Linked DNA regions of Hordeum vulgare: region 2 is linked to region 1. The links are chromatin contacts, called in public Hi-C maps. All regions are on one chromosome and are shown on one strand. Each heading gives the region's core, a stretch centred on a gene start, on an enhancer-like site or on the middle of the called end of the contact. The rest is flanking DNA. Distances are from core to core; before and after follow the strand shown. Region 1 has its middle 16 kb from the start of LOC123403720. Region 2 holds the start of LOC123401407 (translation initiation factor eIF-2B subunit epsilon-like).

Evidence for each region. A called contact is a pair of places that touch in the nucleus more often than the background predicts.
Region 2: a contact with region 1 is called in a Hi-C map of seedling, with 4 times the contacts expected there. The contact joins the promoter of LOC123401407 here to the enhancer-like site in region 1. A contact is called at or near these places in 3 of 6 Hi-C or Micro-C datasets (leaf and seedling).

What each region holds. Positions count from the first base shown.
Region 1 is chr6H:549,065,946-549,072,373 of MorexV3_pseudomolecules_assembly, reverse strand. No RefSeq gene overlaps it. Among protein-coding and RNA genes, the nearest start is that of LOC123403720, 16 kb to the right of the region's middle. Within about 2 kb of position 3,888, at least 3 of the 3 cell types and tissues checked have open chromatin away from gene starts, as enhancers often do. A contact at or near this core is called in leaf and seedling, where this site is marked.
Region 2 is chr6H:549,619,371-549,625,798 of MorexV3_pseudomolecules_assembly, reverse strand. It overlaps LOC123401407 (translation initiation factor eIF-2B subunit epsilon-like), which reads left to right and starts at 2,644. Exons shown (of 15, transcript XM_045095194.1): 1 at 2,644-2,832; 2 at 2,916-3,155; 3 at 3,814-4,128; 4 at 4,271-4,378; 5 at 4,513-4,705; 6 at 5,032-5,294; 7 at 5,422-5,551; 8 at 5,674-5,747; 9 at 5,900-6,145; 10 at 6,217-6,290. The coding sequence starts at 2,695. It overlaps LOC123403410 (cinnamoyl-CoA reductase 1-like), which reads right to left and starts at 574. Exons shown (of 4, transcript XM_045097345.1): 1 at 252-574; 2 at 1-144. The coding sequence starts at 402.

The DNA of each region.
Region 1 (6,428 bases), core at 2,639-5,138:
CACAAACTCGACACGCCTCATTGCCTTGATCAAATGCATATCCGTAAGAATGTCCTTGAGAGCTTGCTTGCGACACTAATGAATATGCCGGATAAGGCCAAGGATGGGCCGAAGGCAAGAAAAGACTTGCGAGATTTGAATATCAGAGCAGATCTACACATGTCGCCCCGTAAAAAGTCAGAGGAGACACAAACGGAGACGGGGGAGCGGGAGAAGAATGGCAAAAAAGTGAAGGACGGTTATTGCCCCCCTTCTTGCTTCACCTTAAGTCCGACTGAGATCGATCAATTCTTCAAGTGCCTTACCGAAATCAAAGTTAGTTCCGGTTATTGTGGGAAGTTAAGCAGATTTGTCGACATGAAGAAGAAAAGGTTCAGTGGGATGAAGTCCCATGACTGTCATGCGATGATGACGCAGATACTACCTGTTGCCCTTAGAGGGATAACGGACAAGCACATCCATGACACGTTTATTGGTTTCTGCAACTTTTTCAACGTCATCTCTCGAAAGTCGATCAGTGTGAAGCAGCTCCGAAGGCTAAAGGAAGAGATCGTTGTGATATTAAATGAGCTTGAGATGTACTCCCCCCCTCCCACGTGTTCTTTGATGTCATGGTGCATCTGTGTGTCCACATCATGGATGACATAATAGAGCTGGGCCATCATTCCTGCAGAACATGATGCTATTTGAGAGGATGAATGGGGTCATCAAAGGATTCGTTCGTAACATGTCTCGCCCGGATGGAAGCATCGTCCAGGGCTATCTGACACAAGAGTGCATCTCTTTTTGTGAGAATTATCTATATGGCGGAGACCGGCCTAGTGTTGGTTTGCCCGTTAAGAAGCACCTTGGGAGCCTCGAAGGAGAAGGTCTCTCCAACGGTCGCAAGAAACTACATATGGCCTACTCGGATCGGCCCAACGACGTTGACAGAGCAAACTTAGTAGTGCTACATCACCTAGATGTGGTAGATCCTTTCTAGACACTGCACAAGGAAACCATGGCAAAGAAGTATTGTGACCGAGGGCTATGCAGGACGAACGCCGAAGTTACTAGAAAGCACAACTCCACTTTCCTGTATTGGTTCAAAGAGCATATTCTTGCTAATCATCCGGAAGAGGGCTCTGAGGACGGATTGCTCATATACACCTTAGCACATGGCCCCGCTGCCAACCTCGCGACCTATCAGGCATACGATATCAACGGATGCATGTTCTACACGAAGGCCAAAGAAATAAACAGTGATTTTCAGAACTCAGGGATGATGATGGAATGCATGACCGACGACAACACCGCAACTGAGAGATTCTACGTAAGAGTCGAGAAGATCTGGGAGCTTGACTACTCTCGACTGCACAACGCGACGATGTTCCGTGTTAGATGGATTTTAATATTTTTAATGTTTTCAGCAAACAATTACTCAAAATCGGTATTTTTGATATTTTTTTATGAAAACGATGGATTTCCGCAGTGCACTACGTAATTGTGGTGGTTTTTAAAATTTACTCATGGCGTGCATGGCATGGCAGGTGTGAAGATGACGGCAAGCCGATGGCCAAGCCGTACAGGTTCTCCAACCAGAGGCTCAGGGACCTGGGGTTGGAGTTCACTCCACTCAAGGAGAGTTTGTACGAGACGGTGGTATCCCTGCAGCAGCTGGGGCACCTCCGTTTGCCTGCGGTTCCAGAGCGTGCACGCCTCTAAACCAACATATCCACCAGACAGAGGATGGGGACTATGAATTATCCTTATTCATGCATTAATACTGCATTGGTGGAATATCAATAACTTGTGCCCGCTTACGATAATGATCCAAGAATATCTGATAAATTAATAAATTTATATTTGCTCATATATTGGTGCACAATATAATACGAAATCTGCCTTATGAGTTATGGAGTTTAAAAGATGCAACTAGGGCTGCGTCTGGCCAATTTGTGTGGAAATTAAAGGTCTAAACCCAATGTATTTGGTATCCCCGTAAAAGCGGAATACTATATATTTTATGCCATTTGTAATAATATTGAATTATGATCAAATGTGGATTCTTATTCTATTTGCAATCATGTCTTGTTATGCTAGCTCTCTTCTCTAATGCCCCTTTGCGCACAGGGTGTCTCTCATACATTATCTAGGCTCCAATTGTTTCCCGAAGATGATCATGGCTAAACATATAAATATATAATCTGGTACTCCCTCCATCCCAAAATTATTGTCTTAGATTTGTCTAGATATGAATGTATCTAGTCACGTTTTAGTATATTTTAAAACATTCATTTCTAAATAAGCCTAAGACAAGAATTTTGTGACGGAGGGAGTAGTAAATAGATTACATAGGTGTTTTACTAATCACAAATGATACAGCATAATTTTTTCCCATGGCATAAACTCATATGTGGATAATGAACGTTGGTACCCAAATATATGTGGTAAACAAAGTCAAGATATCAATTCATCACATTGAATGGCACAATTGATTTCTGATCTAAGATGAATACCCACGTGAGCTACTGCATCCTTGTGCACTTACATCACTAGTTCACTACAACAACGTCATTCAACTTCTCAAAAAAATCTTCTCAAAACAAAGGGAAATCATGAGATTGTGAAGTACATAAACGGAAGTGAGAGGAGGTCAGAGTCAAAACTATGGAATGAGAACAGGAGATGCGACATGAATTTAGGATCGGGGAAGAGAGAATGCAAAGAACAAACCCGGAAGCATATGTGTGCTTCCGAATCCATCCATAAGAGCATCACCAACACATCCATAAGAGCATCACCAACAGGTGCCCAAAAAAGGCCTCACACGTTGAAAACTGATGTTTTTGTGCGTGAGAGACAAAAAACGGTGTTTCAATAAAGGTTGTAAAATAGAATGCGCATAAAAGCGTCAGCGTCCGCGTTAAAAATGTTGGGCGCGCTAGCTTCCACGCAGTATATTTGGGACGCCAAATTATGCGCGTTGGCCGCTGCAGGTGGGGCCGTCGGATTGAGCGCTATGTTTTGCAGTGTCTGTTGGAGTTAACATTCTCCGGCGCTAAAAATTGCTATTTCAACGTTGAATAATTTTATTAAACGTGCCACGTTAGCATGCATCTATTGGGGATGCTCTACGTCGTTGTACTGCCTAGTGCTGCAGTCTAGCACTTTTTGGAACCAACCTAAACAACAAATCCATAGCACTTCATTTATTCTACGTGTTTCATCAGCTATTAAGAACATGACATATTGGACAAGAAAAAGAGCTAACTAACCAATTTGATCAGGTAAAAGTACACAATATATTTAACTACCCTAGCAGTTTGATCAAGAATAAATTTACCTCTACTATAGGTCCACATTGACAGATTAGGAAGGAAACTACGGGCTATGTTGCCCAGCTTACCACTTACTTAACTAGTTGAGGAGAGACAAGTTTCATAAAAAATTAAGCAACAACATATTTCTTTGCCGATGAATGTACACAGCATAGCCCGCTATGCCGATGGCTCTTCTTTGCCGACGGCTCGGTCCGGCATATATGTTGCCGACGGGTGTATGCTGACAACAACTGCCAGCATATGGGTATCCCGACGGGGTTTGCTTCTATGCCGACGGCTGGGCCGTCGGCATAGAGCTTTATTTCGGTAGTGCACGGACGAGGCAGGTGTCAAGGATCGAATCGATCGGCGGGCGGCGGCGATCCAAAATAGACGACATCCTAACAGCGCCTCGATGCCCTAGCCACGCTAGTCTCTAATCTCTATGCAGCAGTTTGATCAGCTTGTATAGTATCTCAGCCTTGCACTTCCAAAAAAAGTCAGCCTAGCCATAAGCGCCATGGCTCGATTGCAGCCCAATGGAACATATGGCCCATGTTCGGTCGCCAGGCGCTCAAATCACTTCACGTTTGATTTTTGTTAGATCCATGGTTCCTCCCGAAATACCCTATTTGACGTATTTAGGAGGTCCTAGTCGGCGCCTTCGGCGCCTCGAAGCTAACCGGCTCTCATAGAGAACCTTACTGGGTCGGCCCATGAACACATACTGTATCAAATATTGTAGCCCGAAATCCCACCAAAAAATGAGTGTCCGACAGGGAATCGAACTCAGACCGCTAATATCCTACAAGAGACTAGCTACAACTACACCATTCGGCTACTGGTTATATTATGCAGCGAGCACAAATTAAGAACAACTGTAGCCGTTCTATTTAAATTTTAAAAAGTCCACTGCTTTGAGAAAAAAAGTTCACCAATTGACTGGTCCAATCAGTTGACTGTTGAGTGTTCAAGAAATATGTGTATGTTTTATGAAAAATCAGGTATTAAAAAATCATTTACAAAAAGAGTACACGGGTTAAAGAAAAGGTAAACAAATATAACTGTAAAAAATCACAAAAATGGAAAAAGTTCATCGATCTTGGAAAAAAGTTCATTTGATTTGAAGAAGTTCATTGATTTTTGAAAAAAATTATTCAATTCAAAAAAGTTAATGGATTTTGGAAAAAAGTTCAGCGATTTTGGAAACATTTTATCCAATTTAAAAAAAAGACCATTGATTTTGAAAAAATGTGCATCGATTTTGGAAACAGTTGATCCAATTTTTAAAAAAATTCATTGACTTTGGAAAAATGTTCATAGATTTTGAGCAAAGTTCATCGAGTTTGGAAAAAAGTTCATCGATTTGGGAAAAAGTTCATCAAATTTGGGAAAAGTTCAATAATTTTCTGAAAAGTTTTATCTAATTTGGAAACAAGTCACCGAATTTGAAAACAAAATCGTTAAATAAAAAAAAAGGTGCACGAGTTCTATAAAAAACGCGCATTAGAATGAAACAAAAAAGGATGAGAAAAAGAAAGAAAAACGAACTAGAGAACGAATAATAATAAAAGAGGAAAAACCAAATACGGGTTGGTTGGAGCTGAGCGCACGCGGCCGAGCTGGTGCAGGTTCGAACCCCGTGCACGCTCTTTTTTTGAAGTTTCTAAAACAGGAAAAAACAAAAGGATGGGAAACAAATGGGCCAGCCTTGTTCGCAGGACGTGGTGTGTGCCCGATTCAGCGTCCCCGCACATGCGATCGATCAAGAAGGATCGGCTCGTTTAGAAGATATTCTGTGTTTTATTTGTTTTCCAGTCGGGTTTTTTCGATTTAGATAACTTTGTAGAAGGTTCCTAAACCGGATTTTTTTTATGTTTTTGTTATTTGTTTTATTTTTCAAGTTTATTTTTTCAACAAATTTCCTTAAATGTTAAAAATGTTCACGTTATAATTTTTGACCATAAATTATTTCGATTTCTAGGAATTTAAAAATGTTTTCATTTTCAAAATTTTATTCATAAATTTCAGAAATATTCGTGTTCTGAAAATTTGCTTGCACATTCAATACAATGTTCGGAAAATTCAGAAAATGTTCACAATTTAATAATTTTGTTCATGAAAATGAAATTTATTCGTATTTTGAAAAAAAAATATGAAATTCAAAAAACAATATTCGCATTTTTAATCAATGAATTTGTTCTGAATTTTATTTTTCCATGAATGTTCAATAATTTAAAAATGTTTGCATTTTGTAGATTTTGTACATACTTTGGAAAAATGTTCCTAGTTTAAAATTTTGTTCAAAAATTTCGAAATAGTTATAAATTATCGGAAAAATAGCTATTTTAGAAAAATATTGAATTTGCAATTTTTAAAGGTTCTCATTTTCTAAAAATCAGGAAATGTTCCAACTTTAAATTTCAAAAGTTCCGACTTCTTTGCAAATTTAGAATTTTTTTGTAATTTCAAAAAATATTCCCACTTTCAAAAAAAAATTCACCAATTTGAGAACACAATTGGATTTGCAAAAATGTTCTATCCTTATGAACTTGGTCATAACTTCAAAAAATGTTAATGCTTTCAAATTTTGTTCATGTTTTCATATTTGGTAGTGTTTGCAAAGAAGTTTACCCAATATGTCCCCGCACTCCAGCGATTACCGACGCGCTTCGGGAGCCGCCAGGGGGCACTACTTGGAAAGGGCTTGTAGGTGAACCCACGTTAGTGGCAGGCAGTATGTGTCACTTGCTAGTGCTAATTTTGAAAGCAAGTAGTTGTGGGCGCTAAAACACAGCCCCAAGTGCTACACATATAGCTGTGGTGGGTGGCAGCGGCTATCCGCCACAACTATGTTTTTTCCAATTCATGTCCGACTAACAAGCTACTATGGCGGATGCACGAATGTGCCCGCCACAGCTAGCTCCCATACTAATGGCGGTTGGCCTTTCTTGCTCGCCACAGCATATTTTGGGCCCCTCGCGCCAAACGTTTTCAGATATTTTCATGGGTCAGGTGGTGGGTTCTCGCAGCCGCTCGCCACTTCCATATTTGGTCACGTTGTCGCCTCCAGCACTTATACTCAGGTGGCGGTCGTCAATGCGCGCACGACAATGCTAAACAACA
Region 2 (6,428 bases), core at 1,395-3,894, 550 kb before region 1:
AGACCGGGGAGGCGACGTGGAAGACGCCGCGGCAGCCCCGGAACGCGGCGCGGAGGCCGTCGGCGTCCATGACGTCGGCGCAGCACAGGGTGAGCCTCTCCCCGGCGCCGTCCAGCTCCAGCAAGTGCGCGTTCTTGCGGTTCGCTTCACAAATGAAATGAAACGATCATCTCCATGCCGTTTGATCTCAAAGCAAGCCAAGCCAGAAAGCTGAAACCGGAGGAGATCATGGGCACCAAGGCATCGCTTACCGGGATCCCTGGCGGTTCCACGGACACGGTAGCCACGGAGGAGGAGCTCCTTCACCACCCACGACCCGATGAAGCTCCCCGCCCCCGTCACGCACACCAGGTGCCCCTCGTCGCCATTGCCGCCGGCCTTGGAGCTGGAGCTGGACTGCATGGTGATGGTCGACAGTGTTAGCTAGCTGTTCACAGAGGCAGGCGTGTACTAGAACACGAGATAACAATAACAATTAGCTAAGATGGGACGTGAGGCAGTGCGTATCTCGACTAATTCTGCTATCGCACGCATCAAATTGAACAGCACCACGAAGACGCGGATGTGAATGTGATTCACGTTGAGACCAACATGATCGTCCAAGCTGAAATCTTAATTAATTTGTCATGCATGATGTCATGGAGGCTAGACTAGAGCTCGCCGAGTACGACTTTGGCTCGCCGACTACGTGTCCGCGTGTATCGTGGACTGGGGATGCCTCGACCAAGCACTTCCGGTTTAGCTGGCCAGCTTGGAGAGTATCTCGTGATACCACATTTTAGATGATACCATCATACCACATATATCAAATTCGAAACTTTCCTATTCTCATTTTTTTGAACTTTCCAGAAATCTAAATTATTTTGTGAATATTCACAGATGTATGTCTGTTTTTCAAATCCATATTCTATTCATGCGTGGAGAAACAAAAGAAGACAAAGCCAAATGTGTATATTATCTTTTGTGTTTTTATCTCTTTGCACTACCCATGCTTGATCTTCTTCCCCCACACCCTGTGTGTAGATCACAGTGGGATACCTTTAAATTTTGTAGGGATCACAAACACGCATCATGTGAAAATTCAAACTCTTTTCCTTATTCAGAATTCTAGAAACAATTTTGGCTTTGAATCTCGCGTGTTGGTAATGACCTAAGAGCATCTCTAGCAGACCCCTTAAATCGTGGAACTGAAAACACAATTTTCACTTCGGAAAAAAAATATTTTAAAGATCGGTTTGAGCTACGGTCGAACAAAATTCTTAAACTTAAGCTGTAAAACCAAATATTCACTTAAATTATTCCCTACGTTTTCTTCTTCCTCTCGTCCGTGTCCATGATCAACTTCCGTCGCCGTAGTTGTTGAATTGATCCAGGAGCCAGCTCCTCCATTGCCGGATGGATCCAAGAACTAGCTAGCTCGTCCGTGGCCGGATGGATCCGGGAGCTAGCTAGCTCGTCCGTGGTCGGATGGATCTAGGAGCTCGTCTATGGCCGGATGGATCCAAGAGCGAGCTAGCTAGCTAGCTAGCTCGTCGACCATGGTCGGATTGAGCCAGGAGCTAGCTATCATTGTCGTATAGAGCTCCTTCGTAGTTGTTCGAGTTTTCGACAGCGACAGCTAGGACAAACGGGTGGCGACCGGGACGAATGGGTGGGGCGACTTCCCGGATGAGCTGGGTGGCGACTGTGGACGGGCAGGACGACGACCGGGAGCGAGCCATGAAGGTTCTGATGGCAGTTGGACTCCCACCAATAGTCTTTCACGTATATAGGGCACCATCGGGGTGGCTCCGAAATCCTTATTTTCACAGGTTTGGTGGGGATGTTTACCGTGCCCCTTAAAAAATTTCACATGCCGAAGTTGTTTACGGATTTTATTTGGATCGCTTTTTTTCGTCTAAAACTGCAAACCGACGGTTATTTTACAGCTTTGTGCGTTTTAAGGGATCTGTTAGAGATGCTTTAAAGGATGGTATCACTAGATGCTCTCCACGAACCATACGACATGTGTGATGTGACTGATACCATGCATGTGTTGTATTGCTCGATCCCCACATCACGTCTCATAAAGAAAATAAAAACAAAACATCTTGCGACATGCATTACATGTGTTGTGCTTAGAGTCAATTATATGCATTGGTGCGGGGTGTTTTTTCCCTCTTATTATCTAATTGTATTTTTTGAGATTTGTTTCATGATAGCTAGTTGTATATCTACAATTACACCTCAAGAATTTATATGTAACATTCGTTACTACGAGGAGTCTACCTTGCTCAATGCTCACACATGAATTAATTATCATTGTTTCTTCTTTAGATACACAATTGTGGATGACCCAAAATGGACTTAAGTAACACAGTTTGCTGATAAAAATAAAACAAACATTTCAAAATCATCTAAAAAAATATAACTTTTTTCTTCAGATTTTTCTCTAAAATCGAGCGTTGAATATGCAGAGATGGGCTGAAACGAATGGCCGTGCTTCAATCCTCAGGGGAAAAGGAAGAAGATAGAAGGCATGACCCACCAAGTCCACTACAAACTGGCCATGAAAAAGCCCAAACTCCTAAGCCCAGATACGGCCCACTACGCCTCCCTGCTGCCACACTAGCGGAGCCACGGCGGCGACGACGGCGCGGGCGACCACACCTAAACCTTCCCCAACCCCTCCCCGTCGCCGCCGCCGCCGCAGCCATGTCCCAGAAGAAGTCGCGCGGCGGGGCCGCCGCCGGGGACGACCCCGACGAGCTCTCGCGCTCGCCCCTCCAGGCCGTCCTCCTCGCCGACAGCTTCACGCTCAAGTTCCGCCCCATCACGCTCGAGCGCCCCAAGGTACCGCATCCCCCCAAACCCTACCTCGGGCACCCGCCGCCCCCAATCCGCCACGCGGCACCTGAATTGCGCTGCCCCCGCAGGTGCTGCTGCCGCTGGTGAATGTGCCGATGATCGACTACACGCTGTCCTGGCTGGAGACCTCGGGCGTGGAGGAGGTCTTCGTCTTCTGCGCTGCGCACGCGCAGCAGGTCAAGGAGCACCTGGCGGTGGCAGGCTGGTCTGGGAAGCCCGCCGCCCGGGAGATGGCCGTCACAGCCGTCGAGTCGCACGACGCTATCAGCGCAGGCGACGCTCTCCGCGTCATGTATGGCCGTGGCGTTGTGAGTTTCTCATCTCCACCCTTCCTGTGGATTGGAAAAAGGACTGCAGTATTAATTGCAGTGTCTGTTGCTGTTACTGCTTAACAATTTGTCTTGGCCGGTTGACTAGAACTGATAGTGAACATATGTAAAACTGAAGCCTGTGGTGTCATTCCAGTTCATTCAAGGAAGGAAAGTAGATATAAATTGTATAACTTCATGTCATTTCAGGTCACTCCAGTGGCATCCCATTTGGTACTAGTTGCCTAAGTAGTGTGGACTTGGGAAGTAATTACAACCAGCAAGAGATTGTGATGGAAAAATCATGATATTATTTTGTAGTCAGAGAAAAAACCTAGCATTCATTTTTCTGTCTAATGGCTATTACCCAAAAAGGTTGTTCAAGGTTTTAACTATAACATCATACTAAACACATTAGTTCCGCTCAATTTAGATATTTTTCAAGCGCTTAACTCTGATTGCCGTACCTGCTTAGCAATAGTATCACATGCCTTTTTTTCCCCTAATAGATGTCGCCTGTGTCTCAGTTATCGTAAGGCATATATAGTGCAGTCTTATTTTCCTGTTCTATTCTCAGTTATTGTAACACATACTGACAGTGTGCCTGGCATTTCGTTTACGCTTTCAGTTGTTTCATGCATTCGTCACTTTTATGCAGATAAATGGTGATTTTGTTCTCATCAGTGGTGATACAATCAGCAACATGAGCTTAAAAGATGCTCTTCAGGAACACAAGGACAGAAGGAAAAAAGATCCACTTGCTGTTATGACTATGATTATAAAGCATTCAAAACCTTCAACCCTGACGCACCAGACACGTTTGGGCAATGATGAAATTTTTATGGCGATAGCTCCTGAGACAAAGGAACTACTTTATTATGAGGATAAGACAGATAACTCACACCTGTGCGTGGCAATTGATAAGGATATACTGGCCAATAATCCTACTCTCCAGTTGCATAATAACATGGAGGTCTGCTTTCAAACTTGTTAATTAAACAATGGATATGTTTTTCTCGAAGCTCACTTTTTGCTATATTATTGAGGCCATGATTCTCCAGTACTTCAAATCTTGTTTTATTGATCTTCGTAAATTCACCCTTTTTTTCCGACAGGATTGCTATATTGATGTCTGCTCGCCAGAAGTCCTTAGTCTTTTTACCGATAACTTTGATTATCAACATCTCCGGCGTCATTTTGTAAAGGGTTTACTAGTTGATGATGTAAGTCTGTTCACCACCAGTTGACCTATGTAAGACAAGAAAACATGATACTTATTTTTAGTGCAGTATCATGAGTGCCATCTCTGCTATCATGTATCTTCTGTAACAATCAAACGACATGCCAATCCTTTCAGATTATGGGTTACAAAATCTATACTCATGAAATACGCTCGAGCTATGCCGCAAGAATAGATAGTTTCAGGAGCTATGATGCGGTGAGCAAAGATATTATACAAAGATGGACATACCCTATGGTGCCTGATGTGTTATCCTTTGGTAACTGTCATGAAATGAAACTACACCGCCAAGGAATTTACAAGGCATCAGGTATGCGTAATTGCGTAATGAAAAGAGCTGTAAAGATTTATTTCTGTACCTCGTTTGATATTGTTCCTTGAATCATTCTTTGAAATCTAGATGAATTTATCAAATCAATATGTTTAATTTTGAATGAAGAAATGGTTGCAGATATTAGTTCATACTATTATTAAAATGCTTTGTTTAAGGTACATAGGCTGTTTTAATCTGTGAGTTTTGGGCATGAATTTTTACCTGTCATTTAGGTCTATAGGTATGTAATCTTTGATTCCTGTAAATTATATAGCAGCACTTTATTACATATGAATTGTTCACATTCATCACATCTATTCCAGATGTTACATTGTCACATTCTGCACACATCGGTGCAAATTCTGTTATTGGCAGTGCGACAAGTATTGGAGAGCAGTGCAAGATATCAAATTCTGTAATTGGGGAAGGTTGCAGTATTGGTAAAAACGTTCTCATTCACGGTTCCTATATTTGGGATAATGTCATAATTGAAGATGGGTGCAAAGTTAGTAACTCCTTAGTCTGTGATGATGTTCATCTAAGGGCAGGGGCAATTGTTGAGCCTGGCTGCATATTGTCATTTAAGGTATGTTGCTATATATTACACCTCTGTGCTATTCACTTTTCCTTTAGGAACAGACTATAAACCAGTTGCAATTTTCTATCCAGCAGCATTGTGGATATTGATCACATTCTTATTTGTATAATCTTAGATTAAAGTTGGAAAGAATGTTGTTGTCCCTGCCTATTCGAAAGTGTCACTACTTGAGAAGCCTTCAAATGAAGATAGTGACGAGGAACTTGAGTATGCTGACACCAATTCTGTAGTTACAGATAGTCCACGTAAGTCTGCATACCCTAAAATTTCCATTATTGCTCATACATGCCTTTTCAATTTATTCTTATGATGATTTGAACCTGTATCACTCATGTTTTACTTAGCAAACTGGCTTTCTGTATTGCAGCCTTTTCCAGCATGAAGAGTAATGCCGACCATCCAACCATCATTTCTGAAGATGACGACTTAGGGGCATCTGAGGTATTCCTCTATTCTTAGTTGATGCTGTGATTTTTGCAATGCGTGCTTGCCACTACTGTGGTTGTCAGGATTATGTCCATGCACCCTGGTGATACATTTGCCATGTCTTGATCTTATAATCATTTTTGGTTTCTATCTATGATATTGCTTAGACCGGTACTTCTGGTGTCCTTGGTTACATATGGGCAAGTGGTGATACTGGAATTCAGGACAAGTGGAGACAATCAATTGCTCCGGTTCCTAAAGAAAAACTTGAAGAGTTGCAACATGCTATTTTTTTTGACGATGACGAAGGATCAGAAGAAGACTTGAACAACCGTCCATCTGAAGCAGACCGTGACAATGATTCGGAGATCAGTGTTGTTGAGGATGATGATTATACTAAGTTTGAGAAAGAGGTTAGTAGCATATAATTGGGATTCTCATACTACTTTTGTCTTAACTTTGCTGATTGGTTTACCCTACTTAGGTCGAAGAGACGTTCCAGCGGGCACTTGATGGGGTTCATCAAGATAATTTGATACTAGAAATCAACGCTCTCAGGTATTCAATGTTCAAAAAAGCGGAAAGCATAAGTGAAGCGGAGGCCACAGCTTAGAGCAATGGGCGCTTAAGCATTTTTAAAAATTGACCAGAAATTGACTGTTTTTGAATAATATGCACAGGAAGATAGGAAAGCTA